Linked DNA regions of Mus musculus: all the other regions are linked to region 3. The links are chromatin contacts, called in public promoter capture Hi-C maps. All regions are on one chromosome and are shown on one strand. Each heading gives the region's core, a stretch centred on a gene start, on an enhancer-like site or on the middle of the called end of the contact. The rest is flanking DNA. Distances are from core to core; before and after follow the strand shown. Region 1 overlaps Cacna1c (calcium channel, voltage-dependent, L type, alpha 1C subunit). Region 2 overlaps Cacna1c (calcium channel, voltage-dependent, L type, alpha 1C subunit). Region 3 overlaps Dcp1b (decapping mRNA 1B). Region 4 overlaps Cacna1c (calcium channel, voltage-dependent, L type, alpha 1C subunit).

Region 1 (4,543 bases), core at 460-2,959, 340 kb before region 3:
GAGCTTTAAGGGGATCTTCTGCCCTAAACACAGAGCTGGCGGGATTTATGAGATAGCTACTCCAGCCATCTTCTTTCCCAGAGGAAAGAGTCGCAGTAACTGGAAAGGTAAAGTCCCCTGTTCAGGTTCTAAGGAGACACCAGCCCTCAACTTCCAGGTTCTTGCAGCTCTGGCCCATTACACTGATGAGCACTTATAGTATCTGAAACTACACAACGCTTCTGTGACAGGCAGGGCAGTGCCCACAGAAATGTGCGAATGAGTATTTTTCTCTCCAGCAGTTTTGTGCTCGTGTCAAGGAGAAACACAAGGGCTCCTTAGAGCCACAGGGATGCTCTGGGCCATCTGGGGCTCATTCCTGCAAGCTAACAAGGGCACCAGATAGAGCCAATGGGACTCCTGTAGACTGTGTTCTTGAAGGAGTTTCTGGGTGGTGAAGAACTTGCCAGGTGCAGGATGGGCAGCAAGGGGCATGTAGAGAAGTCTTTCTCTCATCACACAGCTAGCCCCTTGGTTCATGAGTCAGGGAGTTTCCTATCACTACAACAGATGTGGATGGATGATTGTCAACTTTCAAAAGGGAAGGTTTATTTGGGCCATACTTTTAGAAGTTCTAGTCCAAGATCTTTTGGTTATATGGTGAGACGTTTTAGTAAGTGTGAGGCACTCTCATCTGATGGACAGGAAACAAAATGGAGTAAAGAGAGACCAAAATCTACCATCCCCCTTCAAGGACACATCCAGTGACTGAACACCCACTAGGCTCCACCTCTCAAAGGTTCCATTAGCTCCCAATGGTGAACCCTGAGTGTCTAATACTAGAACCTGTGGAGGACCCCTAAGTTCCAAATCATAGCATTTCTCATTGATTTAGATATGCCCCCTGGTTTCTCTTCTAGGAATTCTGATCCATGAAGCCTGGGCCAGAAGCTTAAATTAGGCTTCTAGAAAGAAAGAGAGAAAGAAAGAAAGAAAGAAAGAAAGAAAGAAAGAAAGAAAGAAAGGAAGGAAGGAAGGAAGGAAGGAAGGAAGGAAGGAAGGAAGGAAGGAAACCAGGCTCTTACTATGTTCTCCAGGCCTGAACTCTTGGGTCTCTTGAAATCCTCCTGCCTCAGTCGTCTTCAGAGTAGTATGACTATAGGCATGTGTAAACTCCCTAGACACAGAAAACAATTTTGCTGTGTGCTCCAGAACATGCTGCTGCTGTTGTTGTGGTTTGGGGTGTGTGTGTGTGTGTGTGTGTGTGTGTGTGTGTGTGTGTGTAGGTAAATTATCACGTGCTGTTTAAGCTTGTTAAGCGTGAGCTCTGGGAGCAAGGATGTTCTTCCTGGTCTCTTTCAAACTCCCCTGATCCAGATCAGGCTGGGCTCCTGGCTCTCCAACAGGGAGAGGGGAAAAGAGCAAACAGTTAGGTCTTTAAAGACAGTACGCCCTTGATGTCAGCTAGAGTGCAAACTATTTCCAGCGGAAGCTACTGCTGGCCTCGTGGTATAAAGATGCCTGTGGTGGAAAAGAGAATTGGGAAGCTCATCCATTGAGATCGAGCTGGACGTGGAACTCCACTTGACGGCCTCCGCTCCCCCAGCCAGTTTCTGCTGGATGCTTGTAAGTCCGATTTGATGAAGATTTACTTCCTGTCGGTGACTTGCTATTTGTTCTCTTACTTGTGCTTGCTCTGATCTTAATCTGTTCATTTGTTGTTCAAAACTGAAAGTGTGGCCGCCTCTCATCCGTCGGAGCGTACACACCGTTGCTGTTGTCATAATGACCTTACTCACCCGGCCTCTGAAGGAAGAATTCTTACAGCAGCCCTACTTCCTGCTCCTGCTTCGAGCCACTCTCCCTGTCCTAACCAGGCTCCACGGTCCTGCTTCCCCCCAGGCCTGAGATGTTTCTCTAGTCCCCATTAGTCTTCTCAATCCCTCTGACCTCCCATCCAAGGCCCTGTTCTCAAACCTGTCAATCAGCTCCACGTTTGTCTTCTAATGCTCTCCCACTCCTCTCCAGGCCTGAGTGCTTTGTTCTCAATTCTTCTCTTGAACAGTTTGTGTCTCTCAATATACAAAAAAAGAAAGAAAGAAAAAAGAAAGAGGAAAAAAAAGAGACCCGCTTTGAAAGAATTCAAAAGCTATTTTGACAGGATTAATTTAAGAAACTTCCATGTAGCATCCCCGCGATCCAGGAAAGAGGGCAGGTTGCATAAGAATGCCTGAGAAAGGTACTAGCTGATACCCCCATTGTCTCCATAGCAACAGGCCCCCAAACCTTCCTGAGTGCTCACTTAGGCAACAAGGACAGTTGCCAGCATGAAGGTCTACCCACTGGCCACCAGAAAGCAGGCATGATTACTGGGGCCTCCAGAGACTTCAGGAGCAACCAGCAGGGTAGGCTGACATGGGATCCAACCAATGGGACTGTAGAATATGGAAGGGGATACAAGAACTTTGAGATCAAGGCAAGGAACAAGGAACAGGAGGAGAGACAGTGGGTCATCAGCAACCCCTGGTGACAATGGCCTCAGTTAACCTTAAGTAGAAATGCACTTTGAAAAGACTTTTAAGAGATGCAAAAGGCCCTTCTCAAAGGGATGGCAGGAAAAACCAGTCAAGCAGGGGCAAGGAGAGAGAAAGCAAGCAAGGTGCAAGGCAGTCAGTCGAATACAAATGGGAAGGAGTCCAGTGGCCACTACAGACTTATTTTCTCTGAGGAGCGGGAGGAAAGGGGGAGACAGCAGAAGGCAGGCAGTACATAGGAATGGCAGGGACTGCAGGAGGCCTGGCCAAACTATTCAGCCTTCAGGGCCCTGGGACAATGACCAAGTATGGAGGCACTCTGGGTTTTGCAGTGGGGGCTGGGGGCAGGGTGGGAGTGGAACCAAATGGTCACAAACTCTAATAGAACTCTAAACATTTGGTAGAGGTCAGCTTATGGGACAGCCCTGTGGGCAGTGTGCTGTTTGGCCACCCTCACCCTCACCCTATCCACTGTTTTCTGGCCAAGTTGGATTGTGTAGCTTAGAGAAAGCCAAGAATAGCCAGTACCTTGTAACTTGGCAAGGTCCACTTTCAAATCTCTTCTTGTCGTCTGTTTCTGTCTTCCAACAAGATGGATGTGTGTTAGTTATCAATGCCCAAGATTATGGGTACTGCGATCCGGGTACCAGCTAGTTCCTAGTACTGCTGCTTACTAGGCACAGCCCTGGGCAAGTCCGTACGTCCTAGCCTCAGTTTCTTGGTCTAACAGACAGAAAGGGATGTAAGGAGGCTGAAAAGAAAATGATGTAATCACATGGCAAAAAAAAAAATGTGAGTCAAATATAAATGGGGTGGCGGGTGGGGGAAGGGGAGTGGACACAACCGAGAACCATTTCTTCTCCTGGAACCACCTGCTGCAATCTTTTCTCCAGTGGAGGAAGTGCTGGGTAGGAAAATTCAGACATGACTGCTAAGTCAGCAGCAGGAAAGTCTGGGGTTTTGTTGTGATTCTTTTTTGGGGGGTGGGGGGGGAAATAAAACATGCGGCAAGTGAACGGAGATCTTTCCTCCCTTTGGTTCACATAAACCCCGGCCCAATAGGTAATTTTGTCATTAGCCTCTTTCTACACTAATTACTCACTACGAACAGCTGGAGAGGGGAATTGCTCACCTTGAGAAGGAACCTTGTGCCTCAGAGTGATGTCACTTGGGGGGGGGGGGGGAGGCAGAACCTCTTCCAGAAACAAGATGAAGTAAACAACACAGGCCCCCAAATTAGACACATCCCAAGGAGGGCCATGAAATGGAACAGCTTTATTTGCATCCATCTAGCTAACACGCCACCCCCTGGCTTCTGGGTAGCTCCACTCTCTAGTATTGACTTCTATTGGGGTATAGAAATAGCAGCTGCCTTACAGCAAGGTAATGCTTGTAATTTTAGACGTGCTGGCAACCAGGGAGTACAGCTGGGGAATGGCCGGGTGTTCTGGATGGAACAGAAAAGCTAAACTTGAAAAGAAGGCAAGCCCAGTTCTAATCCTGTCTAAGAGAAATATGGTGAAGTCTAGAACTACTGTGTATGATGCAAGGCAAACACCCAGGAAAAGCAAGACCCTTTGGAGAGGACACAGAGCAGGCAGAGGCTACACTTTTGGAATAACAAAGAAAAGGATAAAGCCCATGTTGTAGGACAGGCAAGGCCTGGGAGCCACACACTCGTCCTTGCCTTTGTACAGAGCGGAAAGTGAGCATCTAGAACACCGGACGTATTTGGAGGACGCCACGGAAGACAATCAGGTCCAGCTTCCCTGCTTGCTTATGTAAGAACTGATTTTTCTCATTTGCAAATCAGGCCACTAATCCCACAGGTCAGAGTCAGACGGTTGGCCCCGGGGTAGAAGAGATTGGCCAAAACACAGGTCATTTGCTTCTTTGCTATGTATTTCTCCTTCATCTGCACTCCCCAAAGTGGGTGCCCTCAAGGCATGTCTGGTATGCCAGGCTTCTGCTCCTGCCAGCCTCAGGACAGAAGGCTGGGGGCCCAGACCTGCAGGAGCAGCCAGGCCATT
Region 2 (4,465 bases), core at 695-3,194, 260 kb before region 3:
CTTCCCCTGACATGATCTGTTGAGAGCAACATGGTAAACACATGTCCCTCTTCTGGTCCTGCTGGAAGAGGAAGGGATGGACAAAAGCACAGAGTCTGTCCTGAACATGGGGCCCAGCGCCTGGAGAGTGAGCAGTAAGCCACCAAGCAAGCATCTGGTTCTCACTCTGCCAGCAACCCCCACTCGCTGGCAATGCCAGTCTCTCAAGCATGCTAACGATGTCACCTGCTCTTCTTGAGTGGACTGGGACTTCCTGGTGGGGGAAGGGGAAGAACACCTGCAGATCTGCAGTTGACGACAAGAGACACCATGGCACCAGGATGAAAGGCCTTAGGAGATGAGGAGCCCTGCCTGATCCTGCAGATCCATGGCTCTCCTTAGCCCAAGGAAAGTCCAGCGATGTGCCAGCTGCCCCTGCTCCCACAGTCCTCAGCCTCGGGTCCTTCAGGACTATGACTTCCTGTATAAAGCCCTTCATCAGCCTTGAGTGTTCCTCCCTCATTTCCTCACGGTCTCTCCTATTCTCTCACCAGAGACTCAGGTCATGTGACAAGACCGCCAGCTGTGCCAATAAGCCAGCCTGAGGGCTTTCAAGGAGGTCACAGGCCCTGAGATCTCTGAGCACCGCAGAAGCTGATGGAGGGGGGGGAGAGGGGGTTAAGGTCCCTCACAATAGCGGGCAGTAAGTGGCTCTGTCTCTGCCCTCAGAAGGCTGTGGTCTCAGAGAACTAATGCCATGAAGACTTTTCTGAGGCCCGGATGATTTGTTCAGTATGTTTTGCAAGCACACAGGGAAAGCCTGAAAACAGAATAATTTGGAAGTGGGGAGCACTCCATCTCAGGATGCACTTTCTAGAGGGGTTTAGATTAAATCAACACAATCTTGCCAGCCTAGCACGCACTTGCCTCTTTTCCCCTCCTTGGTCTGTGGTCTATCAACATTGGTGTGGTCCCTCGATACTCTGGATTCTGTTTGAGCAATGAGAAGCTATACTGAACATGACACGCACTAATTTGGTGTTAAGTTCTGAACAACAACCAAAGTTTTCACCTTATGGTCCCTCCTTCTTATCCTGTTCTCATAAAATACCAGAAGCATGGTTTTCTGTCCTTGTGCCTTTGGACCTTGGGATGGTAATGATGTCCGTGCAAAATGGCACCTCCTGTCGTCTTTGCTTTCTTTATTCTCTGCAAAGATGCCCTTTGATTCCTCAGCTGCATAGATAATGCATCTTCTTGTGACACCAATTGGACACTAGATGCAGATGTTCAGTATGACGTTTAGCTAGGAGTCTAGGTAGGGAAGTACCGGGTGACTGACCATCTCCTAAAAAGACACCACATCTCAAAATATCTGCCCAACATCCTCTGTCCTAGAGGGCTGAGTGTGTTTCCAGATCCAGAAACCAGGCACTCAGAACTGCTCTCCCCGCAGTCAAAGCCAGGGACTTCACTGGCACGGGGCCACCAGCAGCCTACTGACTCCTAAGGTTCCCATGTGGATGGTAGCATGGGGCAGAGCTAGTCTAGCTGATTTGTTTCAGCCAGTCTGTACATGACATCCTGATCCCCACTGTTCCCTCCCTGATTTTTGGATTCACCCTCCACAGAATGTGTTTCTTGTATTGAAGTCATTTTTCTCATTGTTCACCCTTCCCTGTGTAGAGGTGGAGGCATTTTGCAACTGTTGGTGTTTCGATAAAGCCTAAGTGATTAGTCATATATCTATCGCCCTTGCTCAACACAGGAGCTTTCAGCACATGCCACCAGGACAGCCAAGAGAAGGCTAGGGCTGGAACACCTAGACCATTTATTTACAGGACCCTCAGATCTGCCTAGCTGAAGTTTGGCCAGAATACTCAGCACGAATGTGCAGTGTAAGATTGAGTGGGACAGCAAGGACCATTCCGTTCTTTCCCTTGCCTCTTCCGGAACTAAATCATCTTTAGCAGATGGTGTTTCTATCCACAATCTCCCTGGGAAACCTCCTCACTGCCTAGCAACCTCCAGCCCTGGAAGTCCTCACTGCAGCCTTCCCTAGCTGCCCACAACTCTACTGGCCCACTACCCAGGACACTCACAGGAAGAGAGGCCATGGTGGAACCCTCCCAAGACAACAGACTCCATGAGTGTTCCCTTGATAATCCCCCTTCAAACACAAGGTCTCCTACATTCCCCAGACTGCCCAGGGGCATCTTCTATGCAGCCACTCAAAGTGTAGGATAGGAAGCCACACATCCTCTGGAACCAAGGCTGCTGGGGCCACCTATGAGAGGATCAGCATCAATCAAGAGCTCTGAGCTTTGATCCTAGGAATATGAACCCTGCCAGAACCCCAGGCTTCTCAGCCTGCTTTTGGCTCTGCCTCTGTTCACCCCAGCCATATCCTTGAAAGCTGACTCTTCAGAGGAAGCAAGTCAACCCCTTCCCAGCATCTCCCTCTCCAGAAACCATATGATTGAGAAATTTTGGAGCATATCAAGGTTCAGTGACAGAGGAAAACAAACGGGTCCTTAGAAAACACATACGCTGTTCAAAAATGGAGGCCCATATCGTTACCATTCCAGCAGAGACCCAAAGATCCTAAAAACCTGCTCCTTTTTACCCATCAATGATGTGAGAGGGCACAAACCTCCTATCTTTAAAAAACCCTCTCATCACTTTACATGCAATAAACCTGAACCGTGTCAGATATATGGCAGTGATCTGAGACCAAAGGAATAGTCTGCCAGAGAAGCAGGGCAGCCATAGGATGAGATTTCCTCCTGGTCACAAAGTAGGCAGTGCTCTTAAACAAGTCACACTGCAAGAATCCCAAAGTTAGAGACATTCTCGCCCCCTTCTCCTTCCTCCCTCTCCTACTCCTCCTCCTCAGTGGGAGAGGGAAAACGGGCTCCAAGCATTCTCTACAGACCCTGGACAAAAGAGTTCCAGGACAATGGGTGTCCCCTTTTATGGTTTAGTTTCTTCCCCTGGACTTAGCCTCAAGCCCAGACCAGAGCTAAACATTCATTCTGGTTCCTTCCCCCAACCCCCAGACTAAGTCTCAGTTTCTCATCTGTACAATGGGCAATGCAATGCTGTCTGTGGGCTGTGTTGAAGGAGTTACACTATTCAACTTATGGGTTTATTGAGACAGCAAGTATCAGCCCTGCCAAGGATAGGGATCAGATATACAGGTTGAGCATCTGTAATACAAACTCTGGAGACCTGAGATGGCCCAAAAGCCAAAAGGGTTTTGAGAACCACCATGAGGCCACAAGCAGAAAGTTCCATTTCTGAACTCTAGCTGGTCACAGATACACTACAGGTGCACTAAAATGACTGCAAGCTTCTTCAGCTCTGTGCTTTTACATGTGTGCATCACACACACACACACACACACACACGACACCTTACCATGCCTATGTAAGTAGTCAGAAGCCCAGATTGGTTTGGACACATGCAACCTGCACCTAATGTGCTTGCTGTGGGAGTGAACAGACGGGAGGAAACTCAGCCAAACCCACAGGCCACTTCTACCATAATTCCCTGTAAGTACCCACAGCCAGGGGACAGGCCGGGCTTCAGAGCATGGCGAGAGACAATGCCCACTGGAAGTCCCCCTCTTGTAGAGATACGATACAAAGCAAAAGAAGACAAAAAAATCCTACAAAGCCACACAGCACTGAAGATTCTCCTTCACTCCCCAGAGGCTTCAAGAGGAAAAGAGCTCAGCCCACAGACCTAATAAGAATTTGAAACTCATAGACGCTCTTGTCATTACTGGGTCTTAGGAACTGGCCCCATTAGTTTTTATCCCTCAGCACACAGATGCACAAAGAGAAGCTAAGAATGAGAAGTTCATAGCTCACGTGTCACAGCCTGCAGGGACAGAGGGACCCAGGTCCCTCCGATTCCAAGCCCCTGCCCTTCCCCAGCCTCCCCCTCCATCTCAGGTCTCTTAACACATTAACTCCGCGTTTTGCTAAGGGCTTCACAGTGTCTTACTGGGTGTTTGTGATGTTCACTGAAGTGGGAAGATCTTGTTTTTAATCTTCTGCCTCATAGAAAGCCAGGCCCAAGGTTTCTCACTCAGCACAACAGAGCCAAGTCTATTTTCACTCCCAGACCACGACAGCCCCTGCTTCTGTCTGACCCCAATATGTCTTCCACAAAGGGGGAAGGGACATAAAAACCACATCCAACTCTGGCAAGCATGGACCTCAAACACCAAGCCCCACGTAGCAAGTGTGTCTGGAGGACTATTGGAATAGTGGAGAAGGCAGAGGGGGTAAGAGCAGGTGTCAAAGGTTGGAGTGTGCCCAAGGGCTCCATGCCCCTGGATCAATAACCTAGTTTAATTACTCCGGACCCCTGCCAGTTGCTAATGCTCCAACCCAGGTTTTGTACGGGATAATGAGACCATATGGTCACGCAACGAGCAGCTCAATGCCATCTCCAAAAAGCACGCCTAAGAGACTCA
Region 3 (4,432 bases), core at 1,248-3,747:
ATTTCTCTCTGAGAGAGTCACCAAGTTGAGAAAGCTTGGACCGTCATCTCCCTTTGCACTCTTCATGTGTAGGTGTCTGAGACCATGGTTCTGCATGCAGGGGCTGGAGAGGTGAACCAGAGGCGAGGAGCATTAAAAAATAAAGATTCTGCGTGCACTTGATGGGTACAAAATGAAGTTTTAAAGTCTCAGTGATGACTTTTGGCAAGTTGTTGGTTTGGATTCATAAAGTTTCTTTTTGATACCTGCTTAAAATAGCATTGAAAAGACATGTCCTGTACATTTGGCTATCCCTTAGTCCTATCCTGCGCCTTGGTGAGACGCGTGAGGAGAAAAAGATGTTGTGAGCCTGTCAGAGCTGTCTTCATGCACAACAGCTCCCTGCTTTGAAGGTCTAATTTGGTGTTTTCCTTTCAAATGCCTTTTGCTAATTTTCATTGCTCCGTCATAATATTGCTGTTGTTTTGAATGAAGTTTTGTTTAGTGCTCATGCAGTTCATGTGTTATTTATGTGATTATTTGCATATGTGACCAGGCCCTAAACTAGATACTCACAAATGTATCCTGCAACTGTCTTAACCCGTACTATAGATCTGATAGAGCTGGGTACACACTAAATTTAATAGACAGCTTACTTGGAAAATGGTTAAAATCAACCACAACGGTATTTTTTCCGTTCCTTGCTAAATGGTTACACCATCGTCACACCTAACCTTCCAACATTTGTAAATTTTCTGTACAGACATTTTAAAGTGAAATTGATTATTAAAATTATATTTTTCTAGTTTCCTATCCTAATAACTCATAGCCAGTTTTTCAGTTACCGTGTTCCTTGGAGAGGGAGAGGGAAGGAGGGTTCCAGGCATGAGATGAGCATCAGGTTCTGAATATTTAAGAATAAAGATGAAATGTGTTTGTGAGATGTGCAAATGGAACATAGAAACAATGACGTCTCAAAGCCAAGAAGTTTAGCATCCTGATCTCATTTTCAATCTGTAGCCGCTTGGTTATGAAGCGCTCACCAACTGCCTGTTGGGTAGAGGCAGGGAAGCAGGCTTCAGGGTGTAGGCCGCTCAGCAGCGCTTCTAACAGCACATGCTTTTCCTTTTGGCACGGGGTCTCATGTAGCCCTGGCTCTGACTCCAATGACTGCTTTCATCTATTTAATAATCACTCGAATGAATTCACTGTGACTGATTATTGCGGATTTTCCTGTAAGACGGAAAGGGGGTTCCCTTCCATTGTGTGCTTTGAGGATGCTTACGGCTTGTTGATGTGTTTTTCCCCAGTGTCCATTTATGGAATTTGGTTTTATGATAAGGAAGAGTGCCAGAGAATTGCAAAACTAATGAAAAAGTAAGTATTAAAAGGCCAATCGTGTCCTAGGAGCTGGCACTGTGGCTCGTATTTCTAAATGTGTGAATCAACACTAGCAGGAAGTGGTTCTCAGCTGTCATCCTCACACGACCCCACCCCCACCCCACCCCACCCCACCCCACCCCCAGACCCTGTCACTGCTTAGCATATGAAGAGAGTGAGAAACAGTTTTGCCCTGCTCTCTGCAAACTCAGCTTCTGTGGCTTATTGTTCTCTCCATGTGCTGTGAGCTGTTCCGCGGGGTGGTTTTCTTTGGCATTTTCTTCATTTGTAAATAAGTAGTATTTTCTATGGAAAGTTATGTGTCCATCAGTAAAATGAACATGCAGGGTCACCCTGAAAGGCTGCCCAGAGCCTTTGATACCCTCCACTTCCTTCTAAACTGTGCTTGTAACTCAGAGTTCCCAGATACACCTCAAACACCAAGGGCCTAGAATCCTCCTCAGTCCCCCTCTCTGGGGAAGTCCGAATCAGTTCATGTTAGTTTAGCAGTCGGTACAGAATCAATCACCTCTCTCTCCCCATCTCCCCCCCCCCCACTACTCTTAGACTTATTAGTCTCTTTCTCTCAAGCTGTTCCTGAGGTACTCTCTGACTTTGGCTTCCTTAATTGGATCACAAGGAGGCTCAGGTGCGATTGATTGGTGGGCTCTGACCAGTTCCGACTTGGCTGCTCACTGTCGGCTGCTGTTTATGCAAATAGCCAAGGTCATCAGAATTAATCAAATTCCTAATGGGGCTGGGTCTCTGTTTAGGATAGCTAGTCCCCATGTGGACGTGATGCTCGTCCTGCAAAGAACCAGTATTCGCTTCTACATCCCAGGGCAATGGAATGAAGAAGTGACCCCCACAAGGAAATAAAAACCAGGGAACACATTTTTATAAATAAAATTGACTCCTGAAACTCCTGCTTGTGAGAGCTAATTTTAGGCAACCAGCTCAAGTCCCAGATGGTGATTAAGTGTGTTCAAACTGGTATTTACCACCATAACAACTAGTTCCTTAAACATTTCATGGTGTTGTAAATTGTGCAAGGGACAATAATAGCCGGATTTCATATGGATTAAAAAATACCCTGTAACTCAGCCAAGAGGTCATGGTAAACCTGGTGCGTGCCTCACCCCTCAGGCAGGAAGCCGATTGTAGATAGCAAGGAGCAGTTGATCTGTGTGGATTCAGATGCATTCTCTAGTTAGAAGGAAATCTGTTGGTAACTTTGCAGGTCATACTTTACCAGTATCTGCATAGTTAACATAAGAATTTGAGCTGAAAAATCAAAGCACACAAAGAAAAGGACTTAAAAAAATGTTTCCCTGTAGCATTTAGGACCATGAGGTCAGTGTTCGAATGGGACCTTTTCGATTCTGAATCGCCAAGGTCTGAGGTGGTACAGCCCACCTTGCTTGACCTCACAGCATTCTGGAAGGGAAGGAGTCTGTACCATAGAGATCTTCCCTGTTGAATGTTCTGTAAGGCTTCCTCCACAGTCAGCAGCCGCCCTGCGGCTGTAGTGTAAAAGCAGCCAGGACTGCTCTGTCCAGCAACGAGCAGGCCTGTGTTTGTTATTCTCTTTATTAGAACAGGTGGAGCAGGCTAGAGTCCAAAGGACAGAGCTTCTGATGTCCTACCCTGGATTTGCATATGTGGCCTGTTGGCTCAGGACCTCTTCTCTCATTTTCTGTTTCAAATGCTTAAGCAGTCCTAAGATGGTTGTAGTGGGATGAAAACCCTTGGGAGAGAGTTGGAGTGATAAATAGCATCGCTTTTGACTTTAGTTTCCTGAATCGCAGCTTCCCGTTTTTCTAGCCTCACTCAGAGCGAACAGTTGAAAGCCTGTCATGGAGCCGGATCCTCCCCCGTGACCTTGAGCTCAGGAGAGGGCCAAGAAGTAGATATCCTGCAGATGCTCACCAAGGCCAAGGATGAGTACACCAAGGTGAGTCTCCTCTTCCTCGTGGGGATACCACGGTGGCAAAGCCCACCACTGACGGCAGCAGGTGAAGTCAACAGAGCAGGATGTAGAGGGAGCCTAAGAAATCAGTGGCCTGCATACAAATGGTATCCAGTTAGAGGGCCTCCTAGACTTAGAGTGGCAACGTGTAAACCAAATTCATGTCTTTGTTGGTGGGTAGGCCTGTAATCCCAGAATTAGGGAAGCTGAAACAGGAGGATGGTGAGTTTCAGACTAGCCTGGACTACATAGTGAAGTATTTCATAACTCAAAGCATGAGCCCAGCAACATGGCTTGGTAGGACACCTGCCACCAAGCTTCATGGCCTGAGTTTGATCCTTGGGATCCACATGGTAGACGGGCAGAACCAAGTTCCACAAGGTCTCCTCTTCTGAACTCCACACATGCGCTGTGGTAATTTAAAAAGTAGAAATCAGAACAAAAGGCATAAAAGTAGACTTGAACAGACAAAAGTGTATGCCCTGTTCTAACATATATATGTTAGCTAAGGAGGTGTGTGTGTGTGTGTATGTGTGTGTGTGTGTGTGCATCCTAAGTATTAAGTAGAGATAGCAAAATTAGTTCATGGTTTGTTAAATAAAAACTACAGACTCCTGACTCCCTGAAAAGGCTGCAAAATGCTTGGCACCCAGTAGCAGTAAGCACCTCTGTTGCCCTGGGTGACCTCCTCCTAAGCTCGCGATGCTCTGTGAAGATGGTTCTGGTTGCTGGGCAAATGGGATCCTATGTAGTGGGCACTGTAGCCAGCTTACAAGAGTGTCACGAGAGCCCAGCAGCAGTGCAGACAGAGTGCTGGGTGTGGAGTTAAGTAATAATCCATGATGTCATGGTGACAATGACAGAGACAGCGTGGACCAAGTCTACCAAAAATAAACTATTGCTATCTTGTTTTGAAAGGACTCAGACACCAAACCTGCCTCTGACACTGATATTTAATTGAGTGCTGGAGTGCATACATGTGTGTATGCACATATATATACACACACACAGAGTCACAAACAAGCCACAGTTCACATGTAAAGGTCAGGACAGCTTTCAAAAGTCAGGTCCCTCAGCCCTGTGGGTTGTGGGTTCTGGGAACAA
Region 4 (4,851 bases), core at 1,863-4,362, 430 kb before region 3:
CAATAAATTTGTGAGGAAAAAATCAATATGCAACATTTAATGTATGAGAATGTTTTTTTATAGTTGTTAAAAGAGGAATCACTCACTTTGTAATTTAAAAATCAAATTTCTTCAATTTCAAATCAATTTGCTTCAATTTCCAAACATTTCAGAGTACCAAGTACCAACGAGCCATCTCACCACAAACATTTAAAAAGCTGAACAAAAATATGAAGCAGCTGTTTCTAGGAGTGGCCATAATGTCTATAAAAGTGAATCCCTTGAGATACTTTGGTGAGCACAGTCACCCTAACTCTGACAAGGGACACTTCCCTGATCCCCAAGTCCATTGGCCCACTGCCCAAGTACAGTGATGTTGGACCAGACCGTGAGAGGCTGAAGCAGTTTGTTGGGACATCAGCAAGGAGCCGGGTAGGAGCTACGGGCCCCTGGAAGTTTGTGTGGAATGGCTTTGAACAAGATTATACATGTGCAAGTGCAACTTTCAATCTGCTCGCATCAGATGGCAGCCACTGGGGGGAGGGGAGGGGAGGGCAGAATGGAGGCGCTACAGGCATTAAGACCAGTGCTGCGGGTGGTGGGTAGGGGAGGGGAGAGGAGAGGAGCAGTAAGAGGCTGGGGCTCTGGCCCTCTCATATGGAGAGCTCAAGTGGACATGTCAGTGAGACACCCGACTCCAGTGCCAGAATGGGACACTTCAGGGACAAGAACCTTATGCTCTGTGCCCTGAACCTAGATTCAACTAAGCACAAAGGGGAAATGTAATTTGAAGGTTGAGGGGCTTGGGTTTTCAATTGGTCTATGCCAACCAGCATAAAATCAAGTCTATACAAGCCCAGAAACTTATATAGCCCATAAAAATGAGACTGCATATGTTAGATTTAACAGATGAATGATTTTATTTGTTTGGATTTTTCTTTTTCTTTTTCTTTTCTTTCTTTTTTTTTTTTTTTTTTTGAGACAGGGTTTCTCTGTGTAGCCCTGGCTCTCCTGAAACTCACTATGTAGACCAGGCTGGCCTCCAACTCAGAAATCTGCCTGCCTCTGTCTCCCAAGTGCTGTGATTAAAGGCATGCACCACCACCACCCGAAATAATTTTAAATAGTTGTTATGTGCATGCGCGCGCGCGCGCACACACACACACACACACACACACACACACACACACACACACACAAACATATTTAGTGAATAGCAAGTGTGTTGTATTAAAGAGAAAACAGAAGCATACCATAGGAACGTGGGAACTATACAAGGGAACTCAATTAAAGCTCTGTAATTAAAAAGCAACTGGTCTGAATAGAAAAAAAATCACTGAATAAGCTCAATGAAGCTAGAAACAGTGCAGAGGAAACAAACAAACAAGCAAACAAAACAAACAAAGACAGGTGAGATGGAATGACAAAGGAGATTATCCAATCTGTGGAACACAGACCAAGGAAGAATTGGGGAAAAACTGAACAAAGCTTTAAGGACAGTAGAACAATACATGATGGCCAAACATGTGCGCACGGAGAACCCCAGAATAAAGGATGAGAGCTGAGTGGACAACAGTGTCTGGGGACATCAGAACTCGCGTATACATCAGGAGAGCCAGCAACGACAAGTAAGCGGGTACACTGTGTTTCTGTAATCCACTTGAGCCATTTGATTGTAAAACAGTAATATGGGGTGTGATTATAAAATATGTATAACCACAGGACAGGAGCTTGTCAAGACAGTGTGTAAGAGTACTATATTTGCGCCTAAATATGTAAGACCTGCTCATGTCAATGACTGCCAATTGTACCACAGAAAAGTTGGTGTAGTGTGAACCTTGACTACATCCTAAAGGCGCATGCATTGCTGCCCTGGGATGGTCTTCCTTTGAGGTGGTGGAGACCTCATAGGTGGGATTTAGAAGGAGTCTCTGGGTCACCAGGATGCCTTGGATGGGGATTGTGAGACTCTAGTCTTTTCCTCACATCCTAAACAGTGGTGCCGCTGTCTGTTTAGTTAGTGATTGGACAGGTGTGGAAACAAGGGCGAGAAAGACACGGAGTGCACGCTCTGCTCACCGACCACTTCCTGGAATGTATACCTAAACTGTATTTTCATTTCACTCTCTCTTCCTTTTCCTTTGTGGCACTTAGACCGAGTGGGCTTTGTCATTAGCATTAGTTCTAATTAAGTAAACATCTTGCTTTTGGCTGTTTGTTTCGCATGTTTGTGATTTCCAAGAAAGGGCCAGGCACAGAGATGAGTCACGGAGATGTAGTTCAGGAGGTTTAAGGATCTCACCTGACCTTTGTGCTAGAATGCCACCTGCCACAGTCCTCGATTCCCAGCCAGTGCTTAATCATGCCTGTTGACTTATCATGTGGCATCTTTCCCACCTCTGAACTGTCTGATTGCTACAATCCTAGGAGTTAACGACTGGGGCGATGCGCACAAGGTCACACCTTGCAGATGACTACCTAAGTTCGGAAACTCCTGTCTCAAGAAGAATTCATAGACCACCGCTGTCTTCTATTTTCAAAAGACTGAACGACAGAGCTCAGGATTCTAATGCTAAAATAGTTTAACTCTCTCATTTCACAGAGAAGAGAGCAGAAGACTCCTGGACAAACGGGAGTTGTGATGGTTTGTATTATCCTTGGACCAGGGAGTGGCACCATCTGAAGGTGTGGCCTTGTTGGAATAGGTGTGACCTAGTTGGAATGGGTGTGTCACTGTGGGTGTGGGTATACGATCCTCACCCTACTTGCCTGGAAGTCAGTCTTCCCCTGGCAGCCTTTGGATGAAGACATAGAATTCTCAGCTCCTCCTGTGCCATGGCTGCCTGGATACTGCCATGTTCCCACCTTGATGATAATGGACTGAACCTCTGAACCTGTAAGCCAGGCCCAATTAAATGTTGTTTTTATAAGACTTGCCTTGGTCATGGTGTCTGTTCACAGCAGTAAAACCCTGACTAATACAGGAGTCAAGTAGCTTGCCCACTGCAGCCACAAATCCACACCCTGCTCTCCTGCAGGCCAACTTAAGCATTGAATCCACGGGCAGCAACAGAGCCATTTCTCATTATCCTTCAGAGCCCAAGGAGTTCAGGAATTCGTAAAATGCAAATGTGCTCACACCCTGACTATCAGCTGCCTCATTCTCTCCGGCCAGTTCTGTCTGTGGGACAGCCCTAAGCATCCTTCTGGACTGCGTAATCTTCAGCGCCCATCTCCCTGCATTCCTTCGGGTGACACATTGGAGGCTATCCTTCCTGCCTACAAATCAGGGGTAATATCCCTGCTTCCTGGACCATTGGGCTAGTTAATCACCGAATCCAGCTCTCGACGGCAAAGCTTACCTTGAGGCTGTACACCGCTTTGAATGGACCGTGTCCTGTTATCACCTGCTACCTGGTTCTCGAGTGAAAGGTGTATTTTCATTACTGGGCAAGGGCTGGACGCCACAGCACATTTAACTTTGCTGTTGGTGGCATGTATTGTTTGTCACTGATACTTTTCTCTCACCCTGCTCTACCAAATAATCAGATTTCTCCAGCTTAGTCACATACTGTTATTTATTTCTTATAAAACTCTATGATGGGCAGAGCTGAGAAGGCACGGGATGCTCATGGATGAATTCCCTGACTTTGTGACCTTTCGGTCATTTTCTCTTACAAATGCTGTGGCGTATCCAGGGGTGGACTTACAAGACTTTATTGCTGGAAGGGAGCAGGGCTCTACCAGGAAAAGGCTTGCTCTTATCTGTGCTGTGCACATTATTAGTTTGTAGACAGAGAAACTGAGCCTGAACAGGAAACAGAGAAACTGTGGGCAGCAGAGCTAGGGCAAGACTTGTGCCACGGGAGAACCCTGAAGGGAGATAAGAGATGCTGAGCTAAGGAAGATCAGGGCACAGGAGAGGGCTGTCTGCAGTCAGGTCAGGAGACAGAGCAGCTTTTCCTCCCTGCAGCCACGGTTCTGCATGGTAGCCACATCAGTATCAGGACCTTCATGGGGATTCTTGAAGCAAACCAGGCCAGGGGATACGCACAGGAGCTTGGGAAGTCACCCTTGTGGACGGAGGAAAGCCCACGCTGTTCATAGCTGCCCTCTTGAGAACCCTAAGAACCTTGGTCCTTGGCTGCCCCTTGCCACAGGGGTAGACAGGCATGAACAGTCTGCCCCCTGTTCACTTCTCGACAACTGCTTACAGCTTTTTTCTTGAGTGTGGGGCTAGTCTATACATGGATTTATGAGCTGGCTAGGGCTAGTATGTCTTGGTGACCCAAGCAGATAGGGAGCCTAAAAGTTCACTTCCTTCTGTGTCTGCCCCTACCTCTTCACCATAAACTACAAGGCCCATTATCTCCAGTGTGTCCCACTGCCTGGTGTTGTGGCTGGCTCCCAGGTGATCATGGGAGGAAACCTAGCTGGTGCCCCTCTTGAATGGAGACAGCCCCTCACAGCCTTTTTCTATGAGAGCAACGGTGCTCCAAGGTTTTATCAAAGGCCTCATGAACCTAAAGGATGATATCACACCTCCATCTGCTGTCTTCCTTGATTCAGTACACCCTTGGGAGGTCTTCTCTAGAAGCACACATGAGGGTCATGTGGGAAGGACCATTGCTTATTGTTCTATAAGCAAGCATACCCACTTCATATATATTGTAAATTCTGGATCACAGCTCTCAATCTTCACTGTTCATATATACTGTGTCATACATCTTGCTGTGAATGGCTCATCCTTCCATACATCATGTGTGCCACATGATATTTCTGGGAAATATCAGAGGCCTCACAAAGGAAAGTCTGTACAAAGCAACCACAGCTTTCCATTACATGGCACTTCGTCAGGGGCAGTCAGTCTGG

What was found. Promoter capture Hi-C pulls out the DNA fragments that hold promoters and counts their contacts. Capture Hi-C pulls out chosen DNA fragments and counts their contacts.
Region 1: a promoter capture Hi-C map of pancreatic islet shows a contact between it and region 3, with 3 times the contacts expected there. The contact joins two enhancer-like sites. A contact is called at or near these places in 10 of 39 promoter capture datasets (the 3T3-L1 cell line, 3T3-L1-derived adipocytes, frontonasal cranial neural crest and 5 more) and 1 of 9 other capture datasets (pancreatic islet).
Region 2: a contact with region 3 is called in a promoter capture Hi-C map of pancreatic islet, with 3 times the contacts expected there. The contact joins two enhancer-like sites. A contact is called at or near these places in 8 of 39 promoter capture datasets (the 3T3-L1 cell line, 3T3-L1-derived adipocytes, the SN4741 cell line and 4 more), 5 of 484 Hi-C or Micro-C datasets (the HL-1 cell line, cerebellar granule neurons, cerebral cortex and 2 more) and 2 of 9 other capture datasets (adipose tissue and pancreatic islet).
Region 4: a contact with region 3 is called in a promoter capture Hi-C map of embryonic stem cells, with 2.3 times the contacts expected there. The contact joins two enhancer-like sites. A contact is called at or near these places in 8 of 39 promoter capture datasets (the 3T3-L1 cell line, the SN4741 cell line, embryonic stem cells and 4 more).

What each region holds. Positions count from the first base shown.
Region 1 is chr6:118,863,187-118,867,729 of GRCm38.p6, forward strand. All of the region lies in intron 3 of Cacna1c (calcium channel, voltage-dependent, L type, alpha 1C subunit), which reads right to left. Among named protein-coding and RNA genes, the nearest start is that of 4931430N09Rik, 15 kb to the right of the region's middle. Within about 2 kb of position 1,710, at least 12 of the 459 cell types and tissues checked have an H3K27ac peak or open chromatin away from gene starts, as enhancers often do. A contact at or near this core is called in pancreatic islet, where this site is marked.
Region 2 is chr6:118,934,242-118,938,706 of GRCm38.p6, forward strand. All of the region lies in intron 3 of Cacna1c (calcium channel, voltage-dependent, L type, alpha 1C subunit), which reads right to left. Among named protein-coding and RNA genes, the nearest start is that of 4931430N09Rik, 56 kb to the left of the region's middle. Within about 2 kb of position 1,945, at least 26 of the 459 cell types and tissues checked have an H3K27ac peak or open chromatin away from gene starts, as enhancers often do. A contact at or near this core is called in pancreatic islet and uterus, where this site is marked.
Region 3 is chr6:119,197,639-119,202,070 of GRCm38.p6, forward strand. It overlaps Dcp1b (decapping mRNA 1B), which reads left to right. Exons shown (of 9, transcript NM_001033379.3): 4 at 1,290-1,356; 5 at 3,184-3,313. Among named protein-coding and RNA genes, the nearest start is that of Dcp1b, 25 kb to the left of the region's middle. Within about 2 kb of position 2,498, at least 15 of the 459 cell types and tissues checked have an H3K27ac peak or open chromatin away from gene starts, as enhancers often do. A contact at or near this core is called in embryonic stem cells, pancreatic islet and uterus, where this site is marked.
Region 4 is chr6:118,767,514-118,772,364 of GRCm38.p6, forward strand. All of the region lies in intron 5 of Cacna1c (calcium channel, voltage-dependent, L type, alpha 1C subunit), which reads right to left. Among named protein-coding and RNA genes, the nearest start is that of 1700080F18Rik, 71 kb to the right of the region's middle. Within about 2 kb of position 3,113, at least 20 of the 459 cell types and tissues checked have an H3K27ac peak or open chromatin away from gene starts, as enhancers often do. A contact at or near this core is called in embryonic stem cells, where this site is marked.